Regions from separate parts of the Macaca fascicularis genome. Here region 1 is linked to region 2. The links are chromatin contacts, called in public Hi-C maps. All regions are on one chromosome and are shown on one strand. The core of a region is the stretch at or near the end of the contact, and the rest is flanking DNA. Distances in the headings are between cores, read along the strand shown.

Region 1 (3,413 bases), core at 911-3,410, 120 kb after region 2:
GGGTTTCACCATCCTGCTCAGGCTGGTCTTAAACTCCTGGGCTCAAGCAGTCTTTCTGCCCTGGCTTTCCAAAGTGCTGAGATTACAGGTGCGAGTCACCATGCTGGGCCAGTTTCTGTTGTTTATAAACCACCGCTTTATGGTATTTTGTTACAGCAGCCTCAACAGAGAGAGAGGCTGCCAGGCAGCAGGCCTAGTTTGAGATTTTGGTTCTTGAAGCCCCTGCCTATCTTTGGAGTTTTCAAGTCCTTGGGAGGAAAGTTGTGTCCCCTGATCTCTCTGTGCCTCAATTGCAGCTGAAAGGGTTAATGAGCAGGGCTTATAAAGCATGGTGCCTGGACAGACTGAATCTTACTGTATATGTAAGATTTACTTGAGACCTGTGAGCCAGATGTGTTTAGGAATCAGAGTAACTTTTGAATTGTAGAGAGGCCAAGTGGCATTGAAGGTACATTTTATATAATAGCCCAGTGGGGTTTGGGGCGGCTTTAGGGATTAAACACATTAATAATTTTCCCGCAAAATGTATTCACACTCAGAAGGATAAATCAGGTCAGTTCAGGTCAAACTGTGCCACCAAATGAGTTCCAAACGACTGTTTTTCAGAGCTTTTTGTGTTTCAAATACACATCGGGGTTGTGGACTTGTGTTCTCTACACTAGATGTGATTGTTTTCTCTTAGCATGTTTGTAGCTCTCTGGGGGCCAGTTGTGGGTAAATTTATATATCAGGGTGCCATTCACCCAGACGCCCTGGGATGCTGAAAGCTGGGAGGGGTGGGGGTGGGGAGTGCCCGCGGGGATGGGGCTGTGGCTGTTCCCCAGTGAGTGGAGCAATCTTAGCTGCCCTCCCAGCGCCTGCCCCTCTGCGGACAGCAGGTACCTCAGGCAGCAAGCTGAAGTCTCTGTTCAGAATGGCAGTGTAGGCGTGCTGGAAGAACTCCAAGAGGCTGACTGCCAGGAAATGGAAGGCATAACTGATGGCCAGCTGAGGAAAGAGTTTCTGCTGCTGCGTCTGGTAGTCCAGGACCTTTGCCTCTGGGTCACTGAAGGGAAAAGAACCGGAAGATTTAATCACTACGTGCCATGTCCGCCTTCCCCTATCCCTGACACCATAAAAACCTTAAAAACAGACAGTTCCTTAGAACTCATTGCAGAACTTGAGCTGACACGAGGCTGTTGATAATCCTTTAAAAATCCCATCTAACATGAACATCCATCTACACATTTCACTGCAGGAATATTGACACGTTTGTTGGTGGGTACTGCCTCTTGTTATGGGAGGCTTATAGAATTCCAGCATATACACGGTATTATCCTAAAACCTGAAAAGTTCTGAGATTCCAACGTGCCTGGTCCCAAGATTTCAGGTGAAGAGTTGTGGCCGTGCACCCGTGATGATTTGAACCTGTGACTCCACTGCCCGTGTGCACTTGCTGTGTGCTGAGGAATACATCAAGCCTAAACAATAACTCTTAGAATGTAAACTCGGGTTCGATGGAACCCCAAGGAAGGGACTGTGTCTGCCTTATCCACTGCTATGTCCTCAGTGCCTGAGACTATGTCCAGCACTTACGAGCTCACAGTAACTGGATTGAAAGAGGGTGTGATTACAAGAAGCCTCCTCTCTGGACAGCAGCTGCTCACCTGGCGCATCTTTCTCATGACCACCCTAGGGACACTTCTGCAGCCCAGATAAATGGGCCTCGGGCAGGACAGCAGCAGAAGCCCCTTCTTCCCCGTGGCCCTCTCCTGCGGAGAACTCTCGCAGCCCGGACTCCGAAGCCCAGGCCAGGCGAGGGCGCTGTGAGCTTGCCAGAGGAAAGGATCCTGGGCTGAGGGCCTAATGCACCTTACTGCATTTCACCCTCCACACCACCCTGAAAGGCCGCTTCTGCCACGCCCATTTTGTAGCTGAGGAAGCTGAGGGATGAAGTGAAATGGCCGAGCTGAGTGTTCACAGAGGGTTCAGTCAGCCCTTGCTGTTCTGTGCTGTGGGGTGGAGGGAGTGGTACCAACACAACCAATTACAACAAAAGGGATCCAGACATAGACATACCAGTCGGATGCTGACAGCACAGCTGGACAGAATGAGTTCAGCCACACACAATCGATATGACATTGGATTTTGCTAGGCTCGGCCTGACAGAATCAACTCAGCCAGCCACAGTCTGACGCAGCTTGCAACTGACTGACCCAGACCCGTCCAACCCCTCACAGCCACACAGAACACAGCCGGACTCGGACAGACACAGAGTCAGACAGACCTGGTGCTACAGGGCCAAAGGCACGATCACACAGAGCCCGAGGGGGCAGGCACTGAGGATGCAGGTTAGGCCAACTGGTCAGCCCTGTTAGAGGGAGCCAGAGAGACCTCTCTGACATGCCCAGATGGGGCCAGGCCTGGGTAGATTGTGTGTGTGTGTGTGTGTGTGTGTGTGTGTGTGTGTGTGGTGGGTGGCAGTGCCTGCTCCCAGCGCTCTGGCTCTGGCAGAAGAGTGTCGGGGGAGGCACTGTGGGACCAAGAGGCAGCATATCTGTGGTAGTCAGTCACTGGGCACCCCTTGCCTGGGCCGGAGCTGGGATTGGCGGCGGATGACTGAGTAGCGCGTGGCGATGACACAGGCCTTCTGCAGTGTAGGGAGGACCTCCCCTAACAGCAGCTCCACCCGCACCACCACCATGGGAAGGTAGTTGCTCTGTGCTGTCCCGAGTTTGATGTATGTGCCATCTGGCAAGACCTGTGTGGAACAAGGACGGGCACAGTGTCTGAGCCAAGGCTCCCCAGGATGCCCCTGCTTCCCCAGAGCTGTGGGGCTCCACACAGGGAGGGTGCTTCTCCCCTCAACTGGCGCATCTGGGGTTGGAATGTTAAAACACCAGGTCATTTCCCCAAGTGCCCTGCTTCACAGCGCCTCTCCTGGGACACCCCAGACCGCCCCACAACCCATAACTAAAGGGGTGATGCCTGGCAGAGTTGGGACTGCCAGAACTCCTGCTGGCATTCTGGCTGGTATCTGCTGGGCGACTGGCTGTGTCAGGCCTCACCGTGGGTAAATATTACGCAGATCACCTCAGCTCTATCCTCTCCTGGGGCTGCAGCTCCACCCCACGACTGCTCCGTCAGCCTATGTGACGAGCATTTCTGCATGAGAAGTCGGAGGCTCTGTGTCCAAGATCATACTGCTCCTAAGCAGGGTTCACCCCAGTCTGTGGGACATCAGAGCCTCTCTTGGGGGAGGAGGTTATGTGGCCCAAACTCAGCTCTATGGTGGACCCAGACCCAGCCTGCACAAAGTGCAGGTCCCCTCTCTGGGAAGTACAAGTCCCCGTCCTCCCCAGACCTGTAACCTGTGCAAAGCGACTCAGCATGTTCTCCCTGGGGACCCGCACATGGTTCAGCCGCAGGAAGCC
Region 2 (3,642 bases), core at 427-2,926:
AACATTTCTATCACACATAGTTGGTCTTTGACTGTATGTGTTAGTGTACTGAGCACTCACTAGGTGCCAAACACTTTGCATCCAGAATGTAGGAGTTGCTATTTTAATATAATGAATGGTAAAATATAGTTTTAAAAAAAAGGAAGGAGAGGAGAATTAACATACAATCCATCAATTCCACTTCTATGTATATGCCCCAAATAACTGAAAGCAGGGATTCAAGCATATACTTGCACATCAATGTTCACAGCAGCATTATTCACAATAGACAAAACAAGGCCAGGCACGGTGGCTCACACCTGTAATCCCAGCACTTTGGGAAGCCAAGGCAGGTTTGGATCAACGTGGTGAAACCTGGCCTCCACTAAAAATAAAAAAATTAGCCGGGTGTGGTGGCGGGCGCCTGTAATCCCAGCTACTCAGGAGGCTAAGGCAGAACTGCTTGAACCCAGGAGGCGGAGGTTGCAGCGAGCCGAGATAGTGCCATTGCACTCCAGCCTGGATAACAAGAGCAAAACTCCGTCTCAAACAAACAAAAACAAGAAAATGTGGGGCTAGGCGAGGTGGCTCATGCTTGTAATCCTAGAACTTTGGGAGGCCAAGGCAGGCACATCACTTGAGGCCAGGAGTTCAAGACCAGCCTGGGCAATATGGTGAGACCCTGTCTCTACTAAAAATACAAAAATCAGCCAGGTGTGGTGGCGCCCGCCTGTAATCACAGCTACTCAGGAGTGTGAGGCGCGAGAATCCCTTGAGCCCCGGAGGTGGAGGTTGCAGTGAGCTCAGATCGCGCCACTGCACTCCAGCCTGAGTGACAGAGCGAGACTATCTCAAAAATACATACATATATATATTATTCAGCCTTAGGAAGGAATCAAACTCTGACGCATGCTACAACATGGATGAACCCTGAGGACATTACGCTCAGATAAGCCAGACACAAAAGGACAAATTATGCCACTTATATAAAATTCTAGAATAGGTAACCTCATAGAGACAGAAAAGTACAACAGGGGTTACCACGGCTTTGGTTAAGGGAAATGAGGAGTTACCGAGTAACGGACAGTTTCTGTTTAGGATGATTAAAAAGTTCTGGAAATGGATGGTGGTTAATGGTTGTACAACATGGTGAATGTACTTAATGCCACTGAATTATACACTTCTAAAAAGTACATTTTAAGTTAGGTCTATTTTGCTGCAATTTAAAGGAAAAAAAACATGAAGTGAGGGAAGAAACGCCTAATCTTAGTTTTCCCCCATTGCCCAGCCAGCTGTGAGGTAGTGACTCGCCGGGGTGATAAGCGCCAGGCGGCGACAGAGGCAGCAGGAGCTCCAGGGAGGATGCTGGCTCCGCAAACCAGGCCCACGGCGCCGGCCGGCCACGGCGCAGGCGCGACTCCGGCCCCCTTCCCGAGAGAAGAGGGCCCCTCCCCGCCCTCGTCCGACAAGCGCCCGCGCCTGTTACCTGCAGCGCAGCCGGGGCGGTCCAGTGAAAGCGCCTCTTCAGCAGCCCGGAGACCTGGCAGGGAAAGAGGAAGATGATGGCGGGACGCAGGGTGGACACGGGTGGCGTGGGAATACAGGCCGCGCGCTGCTGCCTACCTCTCGAAGGGGTCTCCGCACCAAGCCAGATACCGCCGCCATCTTGATCGTGTCCTCTATCCGCTGCCAAATGACAACACAGAGGGGCTGGCAGACGTAAGAAAGCCCCGCCTCCCCCGGCGCGGGCCAATGGCAAGGCGCGGCGCCTGCGTGACTCGGCCCCCCCCCCCACGCCCACCGGGTGAGGGGCCGCGGGGCCGGGCGGAGGTGGTTGTATGGGTGGCACTGCCCCTCTGCCTGGAGCCGCCTCAAATCAACTTTATTGACAGTAGGCGGTGACCGACTTGCGGGGTGCACGCTGGGCACACGTGCCTGGTCGGTGTTACTTGAAGCGTGGGGACTAAAAGTCAGACACTGAGGAGCATGATCTCTGGAAGCTGGAGAGACCTTAAGAGTTAGGCCAACCTGTTTTGGGTACTGGAATCCTTTGGGCACCAAGAAGTGCTTGCACACGCTGTAGTGATGGGGAACTTCACACTTTATGAGTGAGCCTAGTCTTCCCTGGACAGTGCTGTCTGTTAATTCCTTATAATGCAGACCACAGCTTTCATTGATTGCATTAACCACCTACTGTGAGCCAAGCATTGAGATCTGTGCCTTATAGCTCATTCTCACAGTACCCCACTTGGGTAATTAGTGTTATTATTATCTCCATTTTGAAGATGGGTAAACTGGAGCAGAAATTGATTAAATGAGCCGATATTTAGGACTAACTCTAAAGCATGGTCTTTTCCCACTGCTTCCTGAAGCAGAGGTTGGGGTCCTGTTTGGGGGAAGGTTACAACAACTTTAGAGAAGGCCCTATGGGGAGATGCCTAACACTTGACCATAGGGACAACCTCTGGAAGCTCATTAGTCTTAGTTTGGCCCTTGGGGGTCAGATGGGACAATTGGAGACCCAGTCTCCACCCATCCCCGAGACATTCCAAACATTCCCTTCTGTGGATCACAGCTGCAGGCTGCCAAATTAGGAATTTGCAACTTCCAAATTAGGGTTTTGTGGGCTGTGATGAGGAGTCTGGGTTTATAATCTAAGGTCTCTGGGACCCAGTGCAGTAGTGCATCTAGGGCCATCCCTAATTGATCAGTAGGTTGCTGACTGGGAATGGGAAGGGGTGGAGGCAAAGGCATAGCAGGCGGATGCTGGGAAGTCTGTGGTGGCGACAGAGTCAGACTAGGAGGCAACTTCCAGATGGAGAGGAGGGGGACAGTTTTGAGTTCTATTTGGGCTAGAATCAATAGGAATGCTGTAAGTGCTAGGGAAGAGCTGAGGAAAATTTTGGATTTTTGTCGTTGTTGGATGGATAGATGGGACAAGGGAGGAGCCTGGGGCAGTGTAATTGCGAGGAGCTGGGGAAGTAAGAGTCTATTTTTGTTTTTTGAGATGGAGTCTCTCACTGTCACCCAGGCTGAAGTGCAGTCGCGCCATCTCAGCTCACTGCAACCTCTGCCTCCCAGGTTCAAGTTATTCTCCTGCTTCAGCCTCCTGAGTAGCTGGGATTACAGGCACCTGCCACCATGCCCGGCTAATTTTTTTATTTTTAGTAGAGATGAGTTTTCACTATGTTGGCCAGGCTGGTGTTGAACTCTCGACCTCAAGTGATCCACCTGCCTCAGCCTCCCAAAGTGCTGGGATTACAGGCATGAGCCCCTGCAGCCAGCCTTTATTCTTTAGATGACTGGGACATACCCAGGTTGGCTGGAGCCTAGGGCCTAGTCAGGACTAGAGATAGAAATTTGGGGACAGCTGCATGGAGATGACCTTGAAAGGACACAAAGATAGATGTGTACCCGCCCCCCACCTGCTACACCCTTGTTCTGCTCTCTAATCTTTGCACATACCAGAGATTTTGTAAGTTCTGTGAGTACCTGGTTTTCTGCACGTACCAGAGATTTTGTTTTGCACATACCAGAGATTTTGTAAGTTCTGAGGCAAGGTCACAAGACGTGTTTAAGTAAAATAAACTCTTGCTGCCATAAACCTGCTCTCCCGCCTCAAAGTTTGAACCAAAATATCAGAAATGGCGGGAACCAATCATA

Evidence for each region. Hi-C and Micro-C count contacts between places; a contact is called where the count stands out from the background.
Region 1: a contact with region 2 is called in a Hi-C map of liver, with 4 times the contacts expected there. The contact joins the enhancer-like site here to the promoter of PDHB in region 2. A contact is called at or near these places in 2 of 2 Hi-C or Micro-C datasets (liver and skeletal muscle).

The regions. Positions count from the first base shown.
Region 1 is chr2:121,641,786-121,645,198 of T2T-MFA8v1.1, forward strand. ACOX2 (acyl-CoA oxidase 2) reads right to left here. Exons shown (of 14, transcript XR_012431298.1): 7 at 3,393-3,413; 8 at 2,568-2,740; 9 at 883-1,045. Among named protein-coding and RNA genes, the nearest start is that of ACOX2, 7.5 kb to the right of the region's middle. Within about 2 kb of position 2,161, at least 1 of the 6 cell types and tissues checked has an H3K27ac peak or open chromatin away from gene starts, as enhancers often do. A contact at or near this core is called in liver, where this site is marked.
Region 2 is chr2:121,525,463-121,529,104 of T2T-MFA8v1.1, forward strand. PDHB (pyruvate dehydrogenase E1 subunit beta) reads right to left here and starts at 1,677. Exons shown (of 10, transcript XM_005547491.4): 1 at 1,603-1,677; 2 at 1,466-1,519. The coding sequence starts at 1,644.